2 separate regions of the Sus scrofa genome follow, and region 2 is linked to region 1. A link is a contact called in public Hi-C data. All regions are on one chromosome and are shown on one strand. The core of a region is the stretch at or near the end of the contact, and the rest is flanking DNA. Distances in the headings are between cores, read along the strand shown. Region 1 overlaps ITPKB (inositol-trisphosphate 3-kinase B). Region 2 holds the start of PSEN2 (presenilin 2).

Region 1 (3,615 bases), core at 743-3,242:
GATGGGGGACACAACATGGGACCGAGGATCACAAAGCTGTCAAAGCCTGTTCTGCTACGGGGAGGTTCCAGGAATGGCGTGCTGAGAAGCTTTATGGAGAAGGTAGGGCCAGCTCACAAATTCCAGTGCCACCAGGGAGTTCCCCCTGGGGATCACTGGGTTAGGAACCCACCTATTACCTGTGAGGATGTGGGTTCAATTCCTGGCCTCACTCAGTGGGTTAAGGATCGGCATTGCTGTGGCTGTGGTGTAGGCCGGCAGCTGCAGCTCCAGTTCATCCCATAGCTTGGGAACCTCCATGTGCCACAGGTGTGGCTCTAAAAAGACAAAAAACAGGACAAAACAAAAACAAATTCCAGCGCCATCCTACAGGGATAGGTAGAATGTGGATCAAAGGAAAGGCAGAGAGAGAGCCCTGCAGGCCGAGTGCCTGCGTGAGCAGGGACCTGGGGGCAGGGGCCTGGGGGTGGGGCAGGTGTGGTGCAGGAAGGCAGCTGGCCCTGCTGGATCAGAGAGGGTGTCTGCGAGCCTGAGCGGAAGGGGAGCCAAAGGTATCTGGGGCGGACAGGGAGCACTTGGTGGGACCTGCCCTCCCCAGCCTCCTCTGGCAGAGATTCTGGATGACGGCGCGGGCGGGAGAGAGGCTGCGAGGGAGGACCCCGTGTGCCAATCTAGGTCGCTGCCCTTGTCCCAGAAACCAGGCCTCTGGTTGCACCAGAAAGAGGGCAGCTGGGGGAGGGCAGCTAGGCAGCTGCCCAGGGTTTTCCTGGCTTTGGCCAGAACACGCTGCTAGGAGGTGACTGGCCAAAGTGGCATCTGTCATGAAGGGTCAGCCCAAGCCAGACACTTGCATCAGGAGCTCCCATTTTTAATTTTATTTATTTTATTTTATTTATTTCTGCTTTTGGGGGCCACACCTGCAGCATATGGAAGTTTGCAAGCTAGGGGTTGAATCGGAGCTGCAGCTGCCAGATCCTTAACCCACCGAGCGAGGCCAGGGATCGAACCTGCATTGGATCCTTAACCCACTGAGCGAGGCCAGGAATCTGGCATTGCTGTGAGCTGTGGAGTAGGTTGCAGACATGGCTCGGATCCCGCATTGCTGTGGCTGTGGTGTAGGCTGGCAGCTATAGCTCTGATTTGCCCCCTAGCCTGGGAACCTCCATATGCCATGGGTGCGGCCCTAAAAATGCAAACAAAACAAAACAAAGTAAAAAACCTGCATCCTCATGGATACTGGGCAAGTTCTTAGCCCACTGAGCCACAACGGGGACTCCAGGAGTTCCCTTTTTCAGCAGGATCTACAATCCCAACCAGGTCCTCCACTCCAGACCCGGAGCAGAGCCCTCTGATCTGACTCCAGAGGTGGAGAGGCCTGAGCACCGACCCTGAGAACACAGAGCCCGCAGCCAAGGGCCTGCAGAGGCTGCCAGGACCAGCACTTCTCTGGCCCTTGATTCTGGGGGAGGGGCTGCACCCACCCACCCACCCCGCCACTGTCAGCTGCTGGGTTCGCTACAGGACAGGAGAGCAAAGTAGTGCCCAGCCGTAAATTCCCTGAAAGGGATTCCAAACCGCCTCACCTGTGGGCACACCTTGCAAGGGCATGGGGAGGGGTAGGATAAACTCAGCATTGCTCAGGTCTGTCTCAAAACGTGTTTTTACATTTGGTGCCTCGAGTTTGCTTGTTGGTTAAAGCAAGAAGACGCTTAGTCTTAAAATCCAGATTCTTATTTTTAGCCAGAGCTACCTGCCCTGCCAAGTCCTTGGGCTTAGTTTTTCCGATCCCTGGTATCTTGATTTTGAAAGGCCTCCCCCCACCCCCACCCCCTGCACTCCAACACCACCCCCGCCAGGCTCGCAGCTCCCTTTTGGCAAGGGGCGGGTTTCACATTTGGCTCCAGCCAGGTTTCTAACCAGGCGTCCAGGACGGAGAGATTGAGCCAGGGGCCCCTACCTGCCCGGGCCTGCACCCAGCTGGCGTCCCAGGAGGACTCTGCCAGGGCGAATACAATGAACAAAGCTGGCCAGCCTTGGCCTTGCCGCCTGGGAGAAGCACAGGCTTTTCCCCAGCGAAGGAAAGAATGATCACTAGGGAAACCTAACTGCTTTTTTAGGAAGACCCAAAGAAGAAGAAGAAAGAAGAAAAAAGCATTTTTTCCAAACATGGACAACTCAATGCCTTTCGCTCAGACTTTTGCAAGCACAAACAAAGGCAGTGATGCAGAGCGAACCTTCCCCCGGCAGGGGCGTCTTCACCCACTTTCAGCGCTTTATTGATGTGCCTTTCCTCCCAAAGTGTGTGTCAGTGAGGCTGTTCTGGGAATGACTTGGAAGGAGGGCAAGGCAGGCCTTTGTTCAGGCCTCCCCATCTGAAAGGTCACTCTTTTGACAATGAACTTGCTGTTTATCTGAGGCCATTTCTTAACAGGAGGAGAGACCATGGGGGCCCCGTTATCCTGTTGGCTGAAACAGAACAATATCCTCAGAGCTAACCAGGAAGCTGTGTGACCTTGAGCAAGTTACTTACCTCTCTGAACATATTTCCTCATTTGCAGAAAGGGGTCAGCTGTGTCGGTGTTGTGAGTGAGGATTACATGAAAAATGAGCACAGTACCTAACAACACGTCAGGCATTTAACACGTGATTTCTCTTCCCTTTTCCCTGGACAGGCCACGTCATTGGGCCCTCACCAGCACACAGGCACACACACAGGCCCACGTGTGCAGCAAGGGAAACGATTCTGGTAATACTGTTTTGGAGAGTCACGGGGTCCAGAGATAATTTCCCTTTTCTGATATTTTAGAGATTTCCCCTTTCTCTTTATATTTTTTATAATTATTAAAAATAAAAGTCAACCAAGTGACCTAATTATTTGAATAAAGAGGGAAGTCCTGGACAAATGCTTAGACTATTGGGGGAACAACTCAGGTGGGAAAGGGATTAAGGAGTTCCAGTGGCTCGCCGGGTTAAGAACCCAACATAGGGTCCCTGGGGATGCGGGTTCGATCCCTGGCCTCACTCAGTGGGTTAAGGATCCAGCATTACTGCAAGCTGTGGTGTAGGTGGTGGATGTGGCTTGGGTCCCAAGTTGTTGTGACTGTGACATAGGCCAGCAGCTGCAGCTCCGATGCCATCCCTAGCCTGGGAATTCCCATCCCTAGCCTGGGAATTTAAACAAAAAAAAAAAGGAGGAGTTAAAAACCCTCTGTATAAAATGAAGTTTGTTCAGCAGTCTTTTTATTATGTTTTTCGCTGGTGCCCAGCAGAGTTCCGCATGCGTGAAATGGATTCTTGGGGAAACTCTTCTTTCTCCTTTTGGCACCTTCACTGACCTTTTGAACCAGAAACTGGCGTGGAGACACCCGGGCGCTGGCTGGCTCTGCTCTCCCTGAGTCACGCAGGCCGAACGGGAGCCGCCCTGTGGGTTCCCAGCTGCCGAGAGCATCCCAGGGGAAGCTTTGTAAGCAGTTGATCACACAGTTAGCTCATCATCTTGACACCAGCAGTGATTGACCCTCTGGAAGTGCGCAGTGGATTTTTGCCAGTCTCCTGTGCCTTGGAGGAGAAAACTATTTCATTTTAAAAACCGGGGGGATAGGGTGGGGGTGGTAT
Region 2 (3,615 bases), core at 490-2,989, 160 kb before region 1:
CGGGTTCGATCCCTGCCCTTGCTCAGTGGGTTAACGATCCGGCGTTGCCGTGAGCTGTGGTGTAGGTTGCAGACGCGGCTCGGATTCTGAGTTGCTGTGGCTCTGGCGTAGGCCGGTGGCTACAGCTCCGATTCGACCCCTAGCCTGGGAACCTCCATATGCCGCGGGAGCGGCCCAAGAAATAGCAACAATAACAACAACAGCAAAAAAAAAAAGACAAAAGACAAAAGACAAAAAAAAAAAAAAAAAAAAAAGAAATGGCTCCGGGAGTTCCCATCATGGCTCAGTGGTTAACAAATCCAACTAGGAACCATAAGGTTGCGGGTTCAATCCCTGGCCTTGCTCAGTGGGTTAAGGATCTGGCATTGCTGTGAGCTGTGGTGTAGGTCGCAGACAAGGCTCGGATCCTGTGTTGCTGTGTCTCTGGCATAGGCCAGTGGTCACAGCTCCGATTCAACCCCTAGCCTGGGAACCTTCATGTGCTGTGGGAAGCGGCCCTAGAAAAGGCAAAAAAAAAAGAAAGAAAGAAAGAAAGAAATGGCTCTGGAGTAGCTATTCCGTAGCCTTGAGCTGATGAGATCTCTCTTGGAGCCCAGAGGAGGACAGAAGGGAGCTCAAGTTTCAGCAAAGGAGAACAAGGCCTACTGGAATAAAGAAATCCTACAGGTGAAATGGAGATGGGAATTCAGGCAGATTCAGGTGTAGTTTTACCCTGATGGGGAGGAAGGTGGCTTGGCTGGTCACTCTCCCACATATATCCTCCAGTTCATAATGTAATAATCTGTCCTGCAGGCTGCAGAGGTTAAGACCACACAGTGCAGCCCACCCCTCCTGCTATGGGCTTGACGTCTGTGTCCCCCGAATTCACAGGCTGTGATGATGTTTGCAGGTGCAGCCTTTGGGAGATGACTAGGTCATGAGGGTGCAGCCCTCATGAATGGGATTCGTGCCCTTATAAAGGGGGACCCAGAGAGTGCCCTCCCACCTTCTGCCACGTGAGGATACAGAAATCAGCCACCTATGAACCAGGAAGTGGGCTCTCAACAGAATCAGAGCTGCCAGCACCTTGACTTTGAACTTCCCAGTCCCTAGAGTAGTGAAAAATACATTTCTGTTGTTTATAAGCCACGCAGGCTACAGTAATTTTGTGCTGGTGGCCTGAATGGACGAAGACACATAACCAGCTCCAAAGCCAAACGTGAGACAGGTATACCACTCTCCTGGTTACCATGTCTGGCCATCTACCAAAAAAGTTCTCTCCAGCAATTTCCTCAATTTCCTAGCTTCTGTGCTGCCTGTCCCAGCATCCAAACTCACTCTCTGGTTCCTATTGAAACAGTAACCTGCACTAGGAAGGGGAACCCAATGGGCAGGGCCAGGGCGGAAGGAATCACTCAGCGCCCTGCAGAGTTGACCTTTAACAGGCTGTGTACGTGCAGAGTCTACTGTGAAGCCTTCACAGACTTAAGATCCACTCAGCAGACCACCTGTCCTTTCAGCCAATTCTCATCTGCTCTTTCCCTTCCCTCCTGTTTCTATCCATTAGGTACGGACCCAGGGCCCTGTCTGGGGGCCTCAGACCACTGGCAGGAACCTACCCACTGAGCAGCACTCTCTCCATCCTCCAGGCCCTGCCTGCCTTCCTGGCAGGAGCGAGGCGTGGGGCTCTCGGCCGACATCAGGGACGTCCGCTCGTCACACACTTCTTCCTCGCTGTCAGAGGCCATGAAAGTGAGCATGGCCCCTCCTCCGAAAGTGCCTGGAAAAGGAGCACAGCGGACTCTGTTCCACTTTCCTACAAGGCAAAGGCAGAGGAGGGTGAGAGGCAGCTTTAAGACCTGGACTCAGGTCCTGCCCAAACTGACCACCTAGGACACAAGTGTCAAAGGGCTGCTATAAAGCCACGGTCCCCAGGGGCCACCACAGAGGCTGTAGCAGCCTCAAGAGGGACTGGCCAGAGGAGATCCAGTCCATGGGGCAAAACTCCCAACCAAAAATGTCCTGGCCACTCCAGACTGTCAGTACACTCACTTATTGAATCAACAAACACCCGTTCAGTACCCATAATGTGCCAACACTTTTGTCCTAAAACCAATAAAAACCAGCTATCCAATGTGACAAATGATATAATCCAGGTGTTCACCAAGAGGTACTGAAGCACAAAGAAGAATTACATCTCAGAGATCAGGAAAGCTTTATAGAGACGATAACGTCATCTGATGGAGACAGACTTTCCTAGGTGGGAGGGAAGGGCAGAGGGTGTGAAGAATGTTCTAGCCAGAGCCTGGCACTGCTGGGGCTTGGGGAGAGGTGCTGTGGAGGGTCTCTGGTGCCATGTTAAGGAGATATACTTCATCCCCCAAGGACAGAGGTGACAGATCAGATCTCTGGTTACAAACATATCTGGCAGAGTTCCTGTTATGGCTCGGCAGAAAAGAACCTGCCTAGTATCCGTGAGGACATGGGTTCAATCCCTGGCCTCACACAGTGGGTTAAGGATCCAGCGTTATTGCAAGCTGTGGTGTGGGTCACAGATGCGGCTTGGATCTGGTGTTGCTGTGGCTGTGGTGTAGGCCAGCAGCTGCAGCTCCAATTTGACCCCTAGCCTGGGCACCTCCATATGCTGCAGGTGTAGCCCTAAAAAAATAAATATGTCTGGCCACTGACTAAGAAAGGGGTAAAAAGAAGAGAGGGAGACAATCATGGGAAGTGAATCAGGCTTAAGGTGGCAGCAAGATGGATGAGAGCGAGGGCAGAGAATCCAGAAACAGTGGGAGGGAGACAGTCAGGGTCAGAGGTGGGGGATGGAACAGGACAGAGTCCAGGACGGGTAAATAACGGTTAATCTGATCCAGGAACCTACTGAATGTAAATGGGCGAAAAGGGGCAGCTGCCTGGGGTGGTGGGGAGAGTGCCCCGTGTCGGGAGCAGGGGAAGGAGATGAGAGTCATGAGTTGAGAAGTGGCAGCCACGGGAGCAGTGAGCCAAGACCACGAGAAGCGAGCACGTGTGTGTGTGTGTGTGTGTGTGTGTGTGTGTTGGGGAAGTATAGCTGAGGGCAGGACTCACAGGAAAACCAAGGCTGAAGGGACTACACAGGACGGAGCCGGTCCCTGAAGACGCTGTGCTGCCCCAGTGGTGTGGTTGGAGCACCACGTGGGCGCCAGGCAGTCCCAAGCCTTCCAACCCCCAACAGGACAGCTGAGCTGCCAGCAGGGCCAGCGTCCCTGTCACTAGCCTCCCTGAACCCTGGGCCGAGCCTCAGGCCACAGGGACAGCCAGGGCTGCTCTCGGCTCCAAGTTCCTCTCCACGTCAGTTGCCCCCAGAATCGATGATTTTCAAACAGAGCAGGACGCTTCCTTCTACTGACCCGGCCAGTTCCGTTCCGCTTGGCAGGGTCTGTGACTGCTTTTTTTTTTTTTTTTTTTTTTGACAACACTGCCCTAGGCTGTGGCCTGGATCATGCCCAAGTGGACTTCAGCTCATCCCCAAGCCTGGCTCTGCTCACCTCGAGGACTCAGGCCCTTACAGAAGGCTCCCCACAGCTCCCACAGGGGTTCAGAAAGAATACGCGGAGCTCCCCTGAGTTCAGTGCTAGGAAGCAAAGTAGGTAA

The links. A called contact is a pair of places that touch in the nucleus more often than the background predicts.
Region 2: a Hi-C map of liver shows a contact between it and region 1, with 1.8 times the contacts expected there. The contact joins the promoter of PSEN2 here to the enhancer-like site in region 1. A contact is called at or near these places in 2 of 5 promoter capture datasets (fetal skeletal muscle and skeletal muscle), 5 of 47 Hi-C or Micro-C datasets (embryonic fibroblasts, fibroblasts and liver) and 2 of 2 datasets of contacts at active chromatin or transcription factors (alveolar macrophages and skeletal muscle).

What each region holds. Positions count from the first base shown.
Region 1 is chr10:14,383,853-14,387,467 of Sscrofa11.1, reverse strand. All of the region lies in intron 3 of ITPKB (inositol-trisphosphate 3-kinase B), which reads left to right. Among named protein-coding and RNA genes, the nearest start is that of ITPKB, 84 kb to the left of the region's middle. Within about 2 kb of position 1,992, at least 23 of the 83 cell types and tissues checked have an H3K27ac peak or open chromatin away from gene starts, as enhancers often do. A contact at or near this core is called in alveolar macrophages and liver, where this site is marked.
Region 2 is chr10:14,542,796-14,546,410 of Sscrofa11.1, reverse strand. PSEN2 (presenilin 2) reads right to left here and starts at 1,739. Exons shown (of 10, transcript NM_001078666.1): 1 at 1,599-1,739. The coding sequence starts at 1,739. It overlaps LOC100510923 (a long non-coding RNA gene), which reads left to right. Exons shown (of 4, transcript XR_305804.3): 4 at 1,547-2,127.